Regions from separate parts of the Mus musculus genome. Here region 1 is linked to region 2. The links are chromatin contacts, called in public promoter capture Hi-C maps. All regions are on one chromosome and are shown on one strand. Each heading gives the region's core, a stretch centred on a gene start, on an enhancer-like site or on the middle of the called end of the contact. The rest is flanking DNA. Distances are from core to core; before and after follow the strand shown. Region 1 holds the start of Cpa6 (carboxypeptidase A6). Region 2 holds the start of Sgk3 (serum/glucocorticoid regulated kinase 3).

The links. Capture Hi-C pulls out chosen DNA fragments and counts their contacts.
Region 1: a promoter capture Hi-C map of adipose tissue shows a contact between it and region 2. The contact joins the promoter of Cpa6 here to the promoter of Sgk3 in region 2. A contact is called at or near these places in 1 of 39 promoter capture datasets (the 3T3-L1 cell line) and 1 of 9 other capture datasets (adipose tissue).

The regions. Positions count from the first base shown.
Region 1 is chr1:10,718,528-10,721,654 of GRCm38.p6, forward strand. Cpa6 (carboxypeptidase A6) reads right to left here and starts at 1,418. Exons shown (of 11, transcript NM_177834.4): 1 at 1,085-1,418. The coding sequence starts at 1,200.
Region 2 is chr1:9,796,333-9,799,454 of GRCm38.p6, forward strand. Sgk3 (serum/glucocorticoid regulated kinase 3) reads left to right here and starts at 1,798. Exons shown (of 18, transcript NM_133220.2): 1 at 1,798-1,914.

The DNA of each region.
Region 1 (3,127 bases), core at 168-2,667, 920 kb after region 2:
TGGAAAATTTTAAGGTTATATTCCCACCTCTATTTCACCAAACACCTTCCCACTTGATCCTGTGCCCTCCCCAATTAAAATCATGTTTGTGAATGTCTCCCTGTAAATTCTGTATTTGGAAGATTACTAAACAAAAGCAGCTTCCAGTTCCTCGGGGAGAGAAAGAGAAACACAATTCTGCATTCCATACTCTCACAAGCTCCACATACAAGTCCTAAAATGAGCAACTTTTCTTTGGGATGCTAATTTTTTTCCACTGGAGATAACTGAGTGGTACGGTAATGTCACTTCTCCTCCTTGGTTTTAAGCAACTGAACTAGAGGATCTAGTTAAGGTTCCTTTCTAAAATGCAGGCATTCTATAATTTCCAGATTCAAAAATCAGCACTCTGCAAATCTGAGCCAAGCGCACGCTGTCTGTGCCACAGCAAGCCTTCAAGATAATAAGAGCGTGCACAGTGGTACATTTCTTTAGTCCCAGCTCTGGGCCTCCCTGAGATTGCCTTCTCAGAGCCTGCTAACCTACAGAGAGGGGAAAACTGGTTTCTTCTTCTTAAAAATACCAGCATGTTTACAGTTGACTACTTTTATTCTGCTTATTTTGTGTCGATCTGAAATATCTAACAATCACCCTGAACTAACATTTTTTTTAAAATCATATTCAGCTCTTCAATAAGTCACAGGTAAATTTTAACCCACTGCTGAAGTGAGTGCACCATTCTAAAGGACACTAATTTCTAGGTCATATTTCATGTGGTACAACAGTATTCTTTATGCTGAGCATCAACCAAGGCAAATACTGCAGATACTAGCCACAGCACCCCAGAGACACTTTCCCATTGAATTTTGAGGCCCCAGCTGTGGCTGGGACACTCTAAACAGTATGATAGCAGACTATTGTCTACAATACGTTCTCAGCCAACTGAACCAATACTGGATGCTGTTTATACATTTTATGGAGGGGACTCTGAAGCCCTCAGTCACACAGAAACCACAAACAACAAAATGGTGAGGCACATGGGGGCTAAACAACACCCCTCTCATACAAGCAAAGCCTCGCAGGACAAGAAGTTGGCTCCACTTACCCAGCATAGCGGTTGTCGTAAGAGTGGCAGTGCCCAGGTTTCAGAATATTCAAAAGGAGCCAGCAAACCGGCAGAAAAGCTGCTGTGTGGCTCCTGGGATTCCCGAGGAAGTTCATACTATTGCAATGAGAGGAGCTGAAAGTTGCTTAACAGCAGTCACCAAAGGAAGAGGCTGGAGGTGGCTTACAACACCCCCTGCTCACCAGCAAGTTGTCTGGGAAAGGGGTGGGGGAGAAGGCTTGGGAATGAGCAAAATGTGACACTTTAGGCAGCTAGGGAGTTGCTATTAAGACTGGGTCTTGTGAGGAAATGCAGCCCAGCCCAGCCTGGAAGCAGGGGCCGATCCTAAATCAGGCTCTCCTGAAGGGGCTGGGCCTCCCTGAGCTGACTCACAGGCAGACTTTGCAGGGTGCTATAGCCTGTGGGTAACCCTTCTCTGGTTTTGGTTTGTCTGTTTGCCTATTGAAGATCACTAAGTCTTTTGTATAACCGTTCTTTCTCTGCTGCCTTGATAGCATAGGGACCTTATCTTAATTGCCAACAGTATGTAGGAGACATACAAGCTGGCAGACACATTCCAGGCTTAATGATTTGTTCTGCCACAACAGATTTCCACACAGGTTTTCCAGATTGAAACCCACAGTGAAAGGAACTTCACGTGTGAAGGAGGAGGCTTAGGCATCTGGATGTGAGATGTTGGCCTCATTCTGGCTTGTAACTATATGTGGACAAACAGAGGGACTGCTAGCCTGCTAGGAGCTCTCGGTATTCATTCTGCACTAGCAGGACCCATATTTGTGGCTGCTGAACAGTTTCTTGAAGGATGGGGAAGCCTCCCAGGGCTTTGTGACCTTGGTTGCACATTTGGAATCATTTAGGGAAGGTGAGCCTTTCAATCAGAATGCAGAAGGATGGCATCTGTCATTGAAAAAGCTGCCCCAGTGACTGGGGAGGTGGTTCAGTGAATGAAATAACTGGCATGAGGACTCAGGTCCAGATCTCCAGCATCTGTGTAAAAGCCAATCCTCAGGGTGCAGGTCTGTGATCCCAGTGTTGAAGGGTGTGGGAAGAGACAGGTGCCACTGGGGGGGGGGGGGGTGAGTGCTGGTGCACATAGGGACCAGCTCACTCAGTGAGTCCCAAGCTGGTTTAGAGCAGGGCTTGTCAAACTTCTAGCGCCTACAAATTACTGATTCATTCTGAAGAGGATTGCTGCCAAGTGGGAAATTCTGTCATTTATGAAGTGTTTCAGGGTGAGGGCTCATGTGGAGGCCCCTCAGCCACACTTGGTATAGCAGCAAGTCTTGATTTTTAGAAGGAGCCATGCTTTTTCTCCTCTTCCTAGACTGTGGTGGGGGAGGGAACACAAATCAAGAAACCTCGGAGCAAGCCATTTCCCAATGGAAATTTCCCATGGTTTTAGTGAAGGAACTGGCTCAGAATTTTCTTAGCAGCCACAAACATCTACTCACCCAGAAACCCCACATTGCGGGTTTGCTTTGCCTTAGCTCTGAGGGTGTGAGGACACAGCCTGTCAGCTTTTTCCTGAGCACTGGTGCTTTTTAAGCAGACAGTGAGCTCCAGTGGCTTTACTGCAGTCGATCATCCCTGTGAAGCTTCCAGAACTCCTGCACCCCACACTGCGGGGGAAGCATAACCCTTCCCCATAACTTCTACTCGAGGTCAGCCAAGCTCTCCTGACAGGGTCAGTTTCAGGTTCATGACAGCCAAGAGCATTTAAAATGATTCTCTGACATTTTCAAATTCTCCCTGAATTAGTTGTACCATTGCATACACTAGCAAGATTTTGCTGAAGGGACCCTGATATAGCTGTCTCTTGTGAGGCTATGCCGGGGCCTAGCAAACACAGAAGTGGATGATCACAGTCAGCTATTGAATGGAACACAGGGCCCCCAATGGAGGAGCTAGAGAAGGTACCTAAGGAGCTGAAGGGAACTGCAACCCTATAGGTGGAACAACAACATGAACTAACCCGTACCCCCAGAGCTCGTGTCTCTAGCTGCATATGTAGCAGAAGAGGGC
Region 2 (3,122 bases), core at 548-3,047:
GATGTGAGGACCTGAGTTTGGGTGCCATGTACAAAGCCAGCTATGATGGTGCCTAATCACAGCGCTGGGAAGGCAGACAGGGGAGGACCCTGGAGCTCACAGGACAGCCAAGATGCCAACAGCCAGGTCTAAGATCAGCAAGAGACTCCATCTCAGAAAATAAGCCGGACAACGTCTGGGGAAGAAAACTACTTCTGATCTCCACCCTGTATGCATGCTTACATGTGTGTGCATGTACACACACACACACACACACACACACACACACACACACACTCACTCACAAGCCCATACCTAACTTCCTCTTAATCAAATGAAGATCATCCTCATTTCTTGTCCATAAATGTTGGTGGGCTCTCGATCTCTCTTCCCCCCTCCCCCGCCCCACGTTCTTTATAGTGGTAAGACAAATTTATCCTGGAAACACTAAAATGGTTTCCATCTGTTTTTTTTTTTTTCCCTAACGTCAAAATGTGGTGATAGTTAGGTATTTATCTTTTAATCGAGAATGATGTCATTCCCTTAGTGTTTATTGACATAAAATTTCCTTTTGTCCAAGAGCATTTCTTCAGTATTATGAATATGGCTTTAATTAGCAGATACACTGATCACTTGTTTTTTTGTCACAGAGAAGATGTGTGCTTTATTGTGTGTATTGCTTTGTAAGCAGATCATAGTGGAACATATAAATGACTGCTGCAATATGTTGGGCTCTATGAACTGTATTTTCTTGTCCATTTCCCAAAGCCATGGAGAATCGCTGTTAAGAAAGTCCTGTGAGAATAATAGGTTTCACAGTATAAAAGAATTTGGGTTCACAACCTATTTTAAGGACAAGGCCATATTGCAGCATGGATAGTACAAATAACTTTTCTTACATTTATTCATGAGGCTAAATCTTCTGAGTATCGTTCTAAAATATAAAGAGTTCTTTGAATTTACGGAACTCACTCATTCATCTCAGTTCCTCTATTTGTTCATAGATTTGTGGCAAATTTTCTGGAACCATATGATTCAAAGGGTAGATTAATGTAAAATATGAAGCATGCCATGCAGACAGAAATCCTTTAAACAGTTGTGTGGGTCTACTTTCACGTGGTATCAGATAAAACCTAAACTACAGTGGTGGTGTGGCTCTCTAGTTCAAAATTTTAACTCTACTCCACAACCATTGAATCGTGTAATTCTTAGTTCCCCATTCACAGAACGGGTTTTTAAAAACGCAGCTTCTGTAGTTAAATGGACAAGCACCAGCAGTAGAGTGTGTTGGGTAGTTTAAAAATAACAAACAAAAATAATCCATAGATCTAAAATGATCAAGAGAAACGCATATTATCTGTACATAGCATCTATCTGCCAATTTGTGAGAGCCCTCGCTCATCCATAAACACTGGTCAAAAAAAAAAAAAAAAATCAATCTGCTGACGTGGGAAAAAGTGTAGAAAACTGCCCAGAAAAAGCTAAAGGAAGCACAGTGGGCTCTCCAGATCGTCCGAATACTTATTTGGCTTCTGCAGCGTCCAGCTTGCAGGAAGCCGCAGCCCCCAGCCCTCTGCCACCGCCCGGGTCCGCTCTGCCGCCCGGGCTCCCGAGTGGGCCAAGGTCACCCTCGCCGCGGACCTCGCGCATCCCGTCAGCTGAGCGCAGGAGTCCGGCGGCGTCTCCTCCTGAACTTTGCACCCCGCGTGACGGGCGAGCGCGGGTAGCCGAGCGGTCCCGCCATCCGCGCGGGTCCCGGCCGACCCCGCCGTCCCCTCGCGCCGCCCGCCCGCCCGCCCGCCGCCCGGCGCTTCGCGGGAGGAGCCGCCGTGACGCGTCAGGGAGGAAACGCCGGCGCCCGGCCGCGCCGCCGGGAAGAAGAAACTGCCAGCGCTCTGGGCTCCGCGCCCGGGCGCCCGGACGCCGCACAGCCGGGTAGGTGCGGGGCGGGTGCGCCGGTCTGCGTGCCGGGGTCCCGGCCGGGCTCTCTCGGGCGCCGGGGTCCCGCCGCGGCCCGGCGCGGTCTTTGTGTGCTCCGGGAGAGCTCAGCGCCGTGGCGTGGGGCTCCCTCGCGCGGGGGAGCGCGGGCGGCTCGCCCGGCCCCCCGAGCGGGGCAGCGGGTGGCGAGGACCCGGGAGCCCACCTGACGCGGGATGGGGTTCTGCGCGGACCCGCCGGGGCGACGGTGTGAAGTGGTCGGCAGGGCTAGATCGCGTCGCCACTCTTTTTCAAGTTCTCAGACTCGAACCCTTCGGTCTGTTTTCGCTCGGTCGATTCTCACGGTTCAAGCACCGACGAATGCCGCCTTAAAGCGCGCTGAGGTTTTCGGTTCTAGGGCGCGCTTAGGGATGGTTCTTTGGACCGGTAGAAAAGAGAAGGGATTCGCCTCTTGAAACAAAGGTCTTTGACTTAATGTTGCACCGAATGCCTGGTTGAACTGCAGTTCTGCAGGCAGAGACTATGCTGGATGCACTTAGGATTCGAGAATAAACACAGAAGAAGAAAGAGAGAGAGAGAGAGGGGGAGAGAGAGAGAGAGAGAGAGAGAGAAAGAGAGAGGAAAACAAAACAACAAAACCCCAAAAACGCCTCTTGGGTAGAGTCTTGCCCTTCTCACTAGATTGTTTACCTAACAGGCCTGGAAAGTGCCTGCTTTATTTAGCAAACACAGCTCATACTATGAACTGCTCTGTTTCCTAAGTGCTTTATAAATATTACCTCAAATTCTTAACTCAAAATGATAAGTTATTTGTGGTTGTAGCCACGAAGAGGCCATGCATACTCTAGTTCCCCAATGTTATAGAAAGAGCTGGAAACATTAGAGGAAGTTTCAGACATATTTTAGGAATGGGTGTGCCTTCTGCCCCCTTAGGCTACCACTCCCTTAAGGCAAGTTCTTACCCTTCATTCCCCGTAGGATTCAGGCGTGGAGAGATGGGACCTGTTGCTGGCAGGTCTCAGGCCAGATCCCATGTAACTTCAGAAAGGTGGACTCTCTGATTCCAAGTCTGACAACTCAGACATCAGAAGTTCCCTTTCTTTACACTGCCACTGGACTGAACCTAGTTTTGTTTTTATAGGGAGCTTTGTTTTCAATATGTTTGACAATTTATATGACGTGGCTCAGATGGGAGCATCAGATTA